Linked DNA regions of Oryzias latipes: region 1 is linked to region 2. A link is a contact called in public Hi-C data. All regions are on one chromosome and are shown on one strand. Each heading gives the region's core, a stretch centred on a gene start, on an enhancer-like site or on the middle of the called end of the contact. The rest is flanking DNA. Distances are from core to core; before and after follow the strand shown.

What was found. Hi-C and Micro-C count contacts between places; a contact is called where the count stands out from the background.
Region 1: a contact with region 2 is called in a Hi-C map of gastrula embryo, with 2.2 times the contacts expected there. The contact joins the enhancer-like site here to the promoter of prss35 in region 2. A contact is called at or near these places in 4 of 5 Hi-C or Micro-C datasets (embryo, fibroblasts and gastrula embryo).

Annotation. Positions count from the first base shown.
Region 1 is chr16:4,688,968-4,694,665 of ASM223467v1, reverse strand. All of the region lies in intron 5 of usp45 (ubiquitin carboxyl-terminal hydrolase 45), which reads right to left. Among protein-coding and RNA genes, the nearest start is that of usp45, 8.0 kb to the right of the region's middle. Within about 2 kb of position 2,230, at least 3 of the 8 cell types and tissues checked have an H3K27ac peak or open chromatin away from gene starts, as enhancers often do. A contact at or near this core is called in gastrula embryo, where this site is marked.
Region 2 is chr16:4,487,277-4,492,333 of ASM223467v1, reverse strand. prss35 (inactive serine protease 35) reads left to right here and starts at 2,838. Exons shown (of 2, transcript XM_023963902.1): 1 at 2,838-3,092; 2 at 4,937-5,057. The coding sequence starts at 4,956.

The sequences.
Region 1 (5,698 bases), core at 981-3,480, 200 kb before region 2:
TCAAGAATCACATGGAGGAATGTCAAAAACATGGCTGTTCATCTGAGTAAGTGAACAAATGATGAAACCCCATCAGGTATTACAATAATAATGCATTGTGTGGTACTAGCACCAAATCTGGCATGGATACACCTTAGGAGCCCCTCTTTTAATAAAAGCCCCTTTTCTATGGGCGACATCACACATAATTCTCATATACAGTCAATTTTCGCCCCACAGACGGCCCAAAACACAGAAGTACAATAAGATGAATGATAATAAGCTAAACAAATGATATGAAATACTATTTTGTAAGTAACTCATTTGAACTGATGATGATACGCAACAAGGGGGCAAAGAAAAAAAAACCTCACGCTATCCTCAGTCCTTTAGCTTTTCTGCTTCCCATCAACGTCTGTAAAGGTTACTTACTAACTGTTGATTCCCAACGGAGGTCAAACGGCCAGACAAAGACAGAAGAAAATCAACCCAAATTATTTTTTTGGTTATTCTTTAATAATAAAGAAACTCTAAATCCTTCCAATAAGACCCAATGATTTCCCTCTATGTTACCATTTGTTGTGAACAGATTATATGAAGGAGTCTTTGGTGTTATCCTTCATTCTCAGCGTGCAGCAGTGAGAGTCCAAAAAGCTGACATGCTACAGTTCCTCAAATGTCAACATTTGATTCAAAATGACTTGAAGTGGAGACACGGCAACTGGACTTAAAATCTTGGAAACGTTTTGCTACGTGGTCAGATTGGGGTGAAGTGAGAACTTTCAAAGAACTTCTGCCTTTTTTTCCCCCAGAAGAGCAGGAATTTCCTGAGCTTGCTTCATGACAAATATTGTATCAATGCAAAACTGATTTCTTTTTTCTTTTTTAATAGGTTTTTAAAGAAGTGATAAGCCTGAGGCAATCCCACAATGGGACTATGAAGGAGAGAGCAAATAGCCTCAAACTTTACGGCTTAGCTGTGTTATTTAAAGTATGTAAAAATAAAATAACCGTCATCAAATATGCTTTAAAAAATTTATAAATGGTTGAACGTGCTTGATGCTTAAAAGAAATAAAGCTACAAAGTGATAATAATACAAAAGTTTTTGGTTATAAAAGGAACTGAATTTCCAGAGGAAAAGGCTGGTTCTTTCAGGGACTTGATGCCAGCACCTTCGGAGCCACTCGCTCTACAGGAATCAAAGCCATACTGAGAAACACAAAAGAGCTTTGGTCCATGAGCATTTTTATTTTTATGAGCTAGTCAAGAGATGACTGGCGGTGAAGTCCCAAGCCTGACCCGCTACTGTCCAAATCCAGTGAAATCAACTGAACCGCCAACCTTCTGAAGAACCTGTTCATTTCATTCAGCGGTCCTCTCCCTCCTCTGCACACCGTCTTTAGCCCATATTCAATTTGTAGAACCGCTACTTCAGCACAACACCTTCATTAAAAAGCTATTCAGCCTCCAGCAATGGAAGCTCTCTGCTGCGCACTACCCTCTACGCTGCCTCTCTCAAGGCCAAGGGCACTAAAACAAGTATCCTGCTCACACAAGTCGGAATGTGAACAAACAGTCAGATTCCACAAAGAGGAGTCTAAAGAAGGAGGCACCTTTAGCAACAGATTTAAGGGGAGAAATAACCTACAGCACTAGAGCACACGCACATTCCAGAGACTTGCTTCAATCCACTGTAGTGTTTCCTCTAAAAGACGCAGAGAGCCGATAAGAAATCCAGCACAAATGAATGGTTCCTGGAGTTTAGGGATCAAGATAGCGGGGGGTGAGGTTCAGCTTTCCGGGACGCCGCGGTGCTGAGGCGCCTCACCCAGTGGTGCCAAATGCATCTGGCCCTCTGTGCTGGCAACATCTGGAGGCCTATTTTTTAAAATGAAAATACAAAAAAACATGAGGGGGCTCACATGGGTCAACACATGCGGCAAAACAAACAGACAGGCTGAGCACCTCTAAGTTTGGGTGTCAAAGTGATGAAGAGAGAAACAGCATCCCAACGTAGGCGAGGGTGAGACGGAAAAGGAGATAATTCAGACGTAGAAGTGAGTTTGTCTGCTTGTTGTGTTTATAAAGTCAAGCAACTCCAGTTGAAGAGCTGAAGCTGGCACTTGAGAGGGTGCAGAGGAAAGAGGGAACTAAACAGGCGTAACGGGGATGCCGATGGATACACTCTGCATCTGGGACCGCCACCCAAGGTAAACAATGTTCAGGGAGCCATCTGCTTGGGACTGAAGGAAGGGAGGGGGCTAAGGAGGGCAGTGTGGGGGGGAGCAGAGAGTGTAGGGGAGGGTTGCAATGAGCACAAGCATATGGAAAAGCAGATTTTTTCTCTCCCTGCAGCAGTCATGAAGGCAAATGTCAGCATGCGCCGTGTCCACGCTTGACTGTGCTGCACTCGGCACCACCACCTGGCCCTCCTTGCTCAGCCACCGAGTATGGGCAGCAGTGACACTGTGGAGCCCGTCCCCGGGGCAAAGGAAAGAACCGGGACGCTCTTCCACATGCATACAAGTACAGCAACACCTCCCGCGCTCCCTGCTCTTTCTCACACAAGACAACAGCTTACCTTTGCAGGGAAAAGCAGGAAAGTTTCAAAAGTATTCCCAGTGTTTTGTCACCCATTGAGGAGATTCCAACAAGCAAGAACCAAACCAGCCTCTTCTAAATTACAGTTAGGTTTTGTGTGAATTCTTTTTATTCTTTTTTTTACAACAGAATTGACTCACCAGAAGCCAAAGTCTCATAGTCACCTAAAAAATATATAGACTTAAACTTTTCTGACGGTATTAAAACATTACCAAGGTTTGAAAACATGTTTTTAAAGTAGCTCACAGTTGGTTTGAAAAGCTGTCAGATTTATGGCCATTGGGCTCCATCCATGCACCCATGATAACTTGCAGTGAGGAAGACCAAGGCCAGCTCACTTCATGCAGAGCAGCCAGTCAAGAGGAAGGCCAGGCAACACCAAATGTCTTATTCATTTGCTAATTTGTTGTGACTGCGGGGCATAAAAAAGCTCGCTTTCTTGCCATCTGAGGCCAAGAGAACCCACAACATGTTACTTACAGATTCACAGAGGCGAGCAAAGAGATTCTGCTTCCCACTATTTGCCCTACTTTTACGTGTGGTGGTAGGAAGGACGCAGTCCCTCTTGATTACATCCATGAAAGCACCACCAGGGATGACAGCGACAACAGACCCGGGTACACAAAACAGAACCCTGATCCAAACCTGGAGGAGATGTTAAAGTCCCACTCCCATCATCTCTTGTAAAAGCGTCATATTCTAATGAGGATTATGCTGTTTTTAGCCTAAATCCAAAAACCTGTGTCCTTTTCTAGGACTAGTTTCAGCAGAGCAGCAGGAGCTCATTAGAAATGTGGGCGGGACTGCCCCCCCTCTGCGTTGCTGAAAGCAGCTTAAAACTTATCGCCTGCTCATTTTTTTTTTTTACATCATAAATAAAATCTTTTTCAAACGGCATTTTTCAGTCTGCTCCTGAATAACAACAATTTGAATAAAGAAATACTCAGAGATGCAAATTTAAGCAAATTTTCCTTAAATTTGCCGTATATCGTGAAATAAATGCCACAAGAACACGTTAAAAACACACTTTTTATCGGAGTGTGTCTCTAACAAAGGTCTGGTATGAAGTCAACCTCATATAAGCAGCTTATGTGACTTTATCGATGACAAACAGCCTCATAAATACTACCAGTAATCATCTTGAATTTCCAACAAGAACTAAAAGCGTCTTTTTATAAAGGGATAATAGAAAGCTAGATTTTAAATCACAAAAAATCATAACATTTTGCATTATTTGGTGTAAAAAGAACATTTACAGAATGTAATCATTTCCCTTGATGCACGTGTCGCAGCGTTTAACTCTTTAATTTGTAGGATCGATGCAGTTACCTCCAAATTTGACACAAATAAAGCTGACGCAGCTCTAATATGCTGACTCTTTACTGGATCCGTGTACTCAGGCAAAGACAAAGGTCTAAATAATGAAAACATTCACCAAACAAAAGCAATTGTCAGTTTTTCAATGAGAAACAAGCACGGATATTTTCCTGCACAAACATTTTAATTTGCTCCACAAAGACTCGCCAGCTGTTACAAGCTGGAGCCTGGATTTCTGAGGTCAACTTGCTTTTTACTGGGACTCTGCCACTTGAGTTGAAGGTCTTGATGGTGAGAGAGCACAGTTAATCGACTTTCTTTCTTTCCCAAGCTGTTGTTGTACAAAATTATTATAGAATCAGGGGTAAAAAAAAAAATTAAAATCCTTGCAGAGGCTCTTTTGTGCTTGATGTCTATAGGAAAAAAACACAAGAGCAGCTTTGTGGAAAAAAGAAAAAGAAAAACCTGGCCTTCACACTGAAATGCAATTTCACAAGCTCCTCAACAGGCAACAAGCATCTACTCTGCTGCAACAACGGCTGGGCGCCTCTTTACCCATTTTATTGGCCGGTGTGGAGCAACCGAGTGGCAGCAAAGGTGACAGGTAATTTACAGAGAAACAGATATATGTTATTTGAAGTAAGCCACTTCCCTTCTTCCCAGCCTCACAGATAAATGGATCCAGCTTTAGCCAACAGATGGAAAGAGGTCATTTCTGTGTTTTGTGAAAACTTGTCTTGGATGTGTAACAAGTGAGATTGTAAACGCCAAATTATTTTTGACACGTTCACAGTCTGAGCCCGTCAATGCAGGCACTGCCACCTGTTTGATGGAGCCCCCCCATTATGCCTTCAGTAGACACTCACATACTTCACCGGCTCAGTCAAGAAGCGCTTAGACTACCAGTGGTCACGTGACTTGAGAGAAGTAATCGTGAACAACGACAGTCCTGCTTTGAAGGACTTTTCTGCTTGTGGTACCAACATAAATTGAAAGCTGCGTTTAACTTCTGTTTTGTGGTTTAAAGGAAAACAATGGCTGCAAGCTTTAAAAACTTTGTGACGAGAAGTGTGCAAATGTTATTTAGAATCCTTCTTTTGGAGACCTTCTTGTGTGAACATGTGTCCTCAGAGAGTTGGAGCGCTCCAGCTGCTGGAATCCAGTTGCTCTGACTTGTTGAGGACCCTGGCTCCCACTAGTGCAGCACACAGCCCCAGAGGTGGTGAGACACACAGCAGCTCAACGGAGCAAACAAGGGATGGAAACAGATAGCAATGGTAAGACAAAGAACGCCAGGGCAGAGGACGGACCCCACGCAGCTGCTCTTGTTCTTCAGGGAACCCAGGCGGGAAGCCTCTCAAGCGCTAAATTCCTCTAATATGTGCAGTCATCCGGCGTGCAAGGTGGGGGCGAGGGTGGGGGACTGCAAGAGTATCAGTCCTGCAACTCTGCGGCCATGATAGAGAAGAGGGACCAGCTTGACTGGGCGGCTGGCCACTGGGCACCGGGCAGTGGGCTACACAGAGACCATGAGGGGTGATACCCACCACTCTGTCGGGCTGCAGTCTGTTAGGAGACCCTTTAAAATGCCAACAAAGCAGGGCAGGCATGGGGAGGCAAGAACAGAAGGTGTACATATGTGTGTCAGTGTAGCGAGAATTAAGAGGGGTGATACTTTTATGGTTGAGCGACTGGGCAATGAGGGCTCAGGTGGCCTGACTGAGGTGAAAGGACATGCGGGAAACGTTCACCACAAGTATAACTGTCAGCAAAAACCATAAACTGGTAAAACTAAACTTT
Region 2 (5,057 bases), core at 1,589-4,088:
GCCTAGAGTTTGTACAGTTTAAAACTGCACATTCAACTATAAATGTCAAAAACAACTTAAAGTGCTTCTACTCTGGGCTGTTTGGTTAGATTTGAAAAGGTTTAGAATTTGGTCTTTTTTGAACAGGCGTAAAGTTTCACCTGAACTCAGTTGTGGCTCAAAGGAGAGGCGAGAATGTGGCACAGGTAAGCATCAGAGTGAATGCAGACAATCAAATTGGCTGAAACTGCTTAAGATTTTTTCTTGTGAAAAGTCCCAATAGCTGCAACATAGCCTAAAGATGTCCAGATCTGCGCTTTTTTAGAGAGCCAAAGCTAAACTGCTTTCTTTGGATCTAATCTGAGTTGTTTTAGTCCAAAGAATTATTTGAAAATCCTAAAAACAATTCTGATCAGAAATGATTTTCATGTATGAACAAGTGGCGGTTAGCATTATCACCTCAAAGTGAGAAGGCCCCGGTTTGAATCCCTGGCTGGACCTTTCTGTGTAGAATTTGCGTGTTCTCCCCGTGCATTCGTGGGTTTTCTCCCGGTGCTCCAGCTTCTTCCCACCGTCCAAAACACGTCCTGTTGGTCAGTTGGTGACTCTCAATTTTTCCTAAGTGTGACTGTGTGTCTCAGTGATAGACTGAAAACCTGTTCAGCGTGAACCCCGCCTTCAGCCAACTGTAGCTGGGACAGGTTAGGAACTTGTGGTGCAAGACCCAATATGCAGGAGACCAGACTTGGTGACAAAACTGAAACATTTAATAAATAAAGTGAAACATGACAAAACCATTGGAGTAACAAAAAAAGTGAAATAGCAGAGCAGATGAGCAGACACTTAAGTAGACTGAGGGCAACCGAGAGAAATGAAAAGAGCTGTGGATGATCAATACCTGGAGTGACTGATGGGGAAAACAACCCATATCAAGAACAAAACCAAGAACACAACTGAAAAATCAAACCAAAGCACAGAATCCTTACAGTTACAGCAACCCTGTGACCCTGAAAGGGATTCAGCTGGATCAGAAAATAGATGGATGTTTGTTAATACACATGCAAAATCAGTGGCTCTAAAGTTTCACATTTCTCCTCATTCAAATTTTCCTTTTCAGTCTTACAATACAAAATCCTGAGGTTATTGGAGTATGCATTTCCCATCTGGTAAGGAGTTCTGCAGTCCATTACAGATGCCAAACCATATCTGTCCCATTAACTGTAGAAGAAAACGGGATCGGGTTAGTGGGAACTCAACCATAGAAAATTGCCTACTTCCAGCTTCAACCAAAGGAAGTCAATTCAGTCGCCATTTGTTTGCAATAGAAAGATTGGCATGTTGGACCCAGACAATGTCATTAAACTGTTATTGGTTCAAATGGGTCTTAGTCCACATTTCTATGGCAACCCCCCTTGCCAAGCTTGTTGGAAGTCCCCTACCACTGAAAACGGGCTACACGATATCTGTCAAGCAAACATTTCCAGCGCTGGGTGTGAGACGGCATACTTTTATTTAAGCATCTGATTGGCCAGTTTATTACTTGTACTACAGAAAAAATATTATGAGCAAAAATGTTAGATGATCAAGAACATTAAAAAAAAAAGGTACCAGAGCAAGAATAGTTATTCTGACAAATAGAATGATTGAGTAATAGCTGTTTATTTATTTAAAGAAGTCCATGGGATAGGGCTTCTTGGAGCCATCAGGTACTTCCTGTTTGGAATGCGGGGGGGGGGGGGGGGGTCACCCAGTCCAGTTCTCATATACAGTCAATGATTTGCCCTTGAGTCACATTTTCTATGCTTTCAATACCATTTAAAGCTTTCAATCACAACTGGGAAAAAAGTTGATTTCATGGATCGTCGCCAGCTTTTAAACAGCATTCTCAAGGTGATCCTTCTGGTGTACAGCAACAAGGACAAAAAGTGAACAGTCGGAAACTGTGCTTTAGCAGGTCATCACAAATCCATCCTTGCTGCAGCCCTGTGGCCGAAGAAGTAAAGCGGCAAATGTGACTTCAGTCAGCCTTTCATCTTTGAAATTTGCCTGTGAGTGGGAGAGGAGTAAGTTTGCCCCGAACTTCCTGTCGGCCACCTGAGCTGTGTGTTTACCCGCTCTGCCGCTAGCTTACGGCCCCTCACACCCCCAGCCTAACATTACAGAAAAACGTTGAGCAATATTGGAGCTATCCTGCCGTACAGTTTTGAGTCAGATACAGCAGACACAGATTCAACTATGAATAAAGAAGTCATTCTGGAAACCCAAAAGCTCCATATTAGTTGCTTCCTTCGCTTTTGGGTGTTTTACTTTCAGTGACACTAAAATAATCCTCTCAGCATTTTATTTTTAAGGTGTCCCAAACATTAAACGCCACAAATGAGCTGCTTTTTTCAGCAGAAACTAAAGTCTTTAAGTGGAGTATGAAGTTAAATATGTGCATCTTGTGCTGCCTTTTCTTTTTTTAGGGTGCAGGATTTCAGGGACCTCTTGATGCTAAGAAAAGGAGGAATCCTATGGTAGTTTTTTTGCGGGGGCCTTAATTTGGGGGCTTGGCTTCACCGTCTAAGGACAGCCGGCTTTCATGCACCACTGCACTGGAATGAAAACGCAGCAGAAGCCGGCTAGTCTAAGTGTTCACAATCAACTCAAAGCCAGAGAGCAGAGGTTACATGACCCCCCCCCCCCCCCCTGCTGCATGCAGCAGCGATGCGCCTCCACCCTGAGCTGCTGCTGCTGCAGCTGAGGACCCCAGCTTCATCTTTCCTGAGGGTTGGCCCCACCCATGCGTGAACAGCTTTTGTCACGACTGAAAAAAAGTTCCTTTCATATCTTTTTTCTCCCCTCCTCCTCATCCTCCTACTCCTCCTCCCTCCCTCCTCAGCATCAAGTGCAGGGTGAGAGGAGCGTCCCGGCTGGGACTTTCTCCGCCTCAGACTCCATGAAGGAGCGATGAGGAGCAGACAGCCTCCGAGCCGCTAACAAAACATCGGGACTTCTGTGATGCTTTAACCAGCCACGCGTCTTCCTCAAGGATCCTCTTTGCGTTTTTTTGGGGGGGGGAGAGCAAAGAAAACATTGCGGGTTTGGAGTAATCCATCAATCGGATGCAGCAGGTAGGAGCTGCGCCCTCGCAGCGCGCGGGAATTCCTTCTATTTCTAATGATTGAAGTGTTTTGTTTTTTTACATTAACTCTCTTTTAGTATTTCAAAGCCATTTTGACTTAAACTGTTAAACATTAGCGCACTTTTCCCACGTTTTAAGCCATTGTGTTGTATCATCAAAGTATTCAACAGGCAGGTTTTCCAGAATTTTTGGTTTTTTTTTTTTTGCTTTTTTCAACAACAAATGTGTTTTTTTATGTCCTTTAAAAAAGTTTAATTTATCTATTTTTTGATAAAAATGTTCTTAAGTTTAGCAGAATCAGAGTAAGAGGAAGATTTGTCAGAATGATTTGATGAGGGCCCTCTTTTACCGTTAGTGAAGCAGAGCTGGACTACACTGACGCTCTGTGAGCTGCACAGCGCCACCCTCTGGTGGTTTGCCTCCATCCAGGGCGCATCCTGCACTCTCCCCCGACTCTCCTGAGGGATGGAAAGGCCACGGCCTCCTGTTTAGCTGACTAAAGTGGAAAACAGTTCAGCTGAAATGAGTGCCTTTTGAGACCAAAGCCATCATGGCAGCATATCAGTTTCCACTCTGCTGAATAATTGCAGGCTCGCTTTCTCTGCATGCATCCTCTCTGTGTCTGACTGTGGGAGAGTGAAGCTGAGCTGAGACTTTAGTCATTTTTGTTCTCACGCTTTGTGGGCTTATAGTTTATTGGCGTCTGTTGCAGGCGGATCAGACGTTCTCAGCTGGGCACATTTAATTGAAAGTTGAGTGGCAGACTCAAGTCAAAATGTCCCATTTGGAGAATAGAACAATTAAGATGAGTATTCCAAAAGTGATGTTTGTCCTTTAACTGTAGGTGTCAGTTGGTCCAATGCACCAAAACTGGGAGACAATTGTGACTATTTACCTTCTGAACCTGTCTTAGGTTTAAATAGTGGTTTTATGAGGCACCGTGCTAATTTCAGTTTCATCCCCCGAGTTCAGTTACTGGGAAGTTTCAAAGGAAGACAATCAGAAAAGTAGATATTTGGATGCTTGAGAGTACTGGTTTTGGGAGTATGAAAATGTGTCTCTGCTGAGTCAATCAGACTTAAGGCTGCATTTGATCCCTAAACCTGTCTGCAGATGGTCAAAAAGGGGAGCTGCAGCATCGTAATCATTTCCCTCTCTGAATTTTGAGAAAATTGCAGTGTCTGCTTAAGCGCTCTCACAGTGGAAGCATGAACCAGCAGTGTGCACGGCTTCTCCAGCTGATGTCATTCATCTGCACGGAGGGAGTCTAGTGGAGCTCAGGAAACCAGATATGGTCATTACTGAGGGAGAAGGTTACCCATTGTGGCAAACCTCCAGACCAATGTCTCAGCTCATTCAGACGATCAGGGTTCATCTTCTCTTTCTCCGCCCGCAGTCTGCAGAAAACTTTGGGAAAATAAATCTCCCCTTTGAACCACAGAGACATGCTTATAAAGTCTAGAGGGGCTCTCAGACTAAGTGCTACTGATTTATATGGATAATGGAGCCAACCTTTTCTGCAAGTACTTACAGACATATGTTGTCAGATACTTATTCTGTGCCCTCAGCTTTCCCAGTCAGTACAACTAATGCTATGCTGCCTCCTTCTGGCTGTAAATGGAACTGGATATGTTCAGCTCAGCAAACTGGTGTTTTAAGTGTTCATTAGTGAAAAAGCTCAAATAACTTGTATAATATAACTACAGCCTGGAACCAAAGTCCAAGGATAAAATTACAACTACACCCTAGAAAGGTTTTGAGTAAAATTGCAATTTGCAAAGACGTAAAAGAAAAAGTGTGCTGAAGGTAAAAGGCAATGTTTTTATTTTCCAGAGTCAGATCCAGATTAAAGATGGGCCCCATACCGCTGCGCGTACTGCTCTTGATGATGGTGCTGGCTGTGGTGGCTGCAGCTGAGCCGGTGAGCACGGCTGATGACCAGTACACCTGGCCA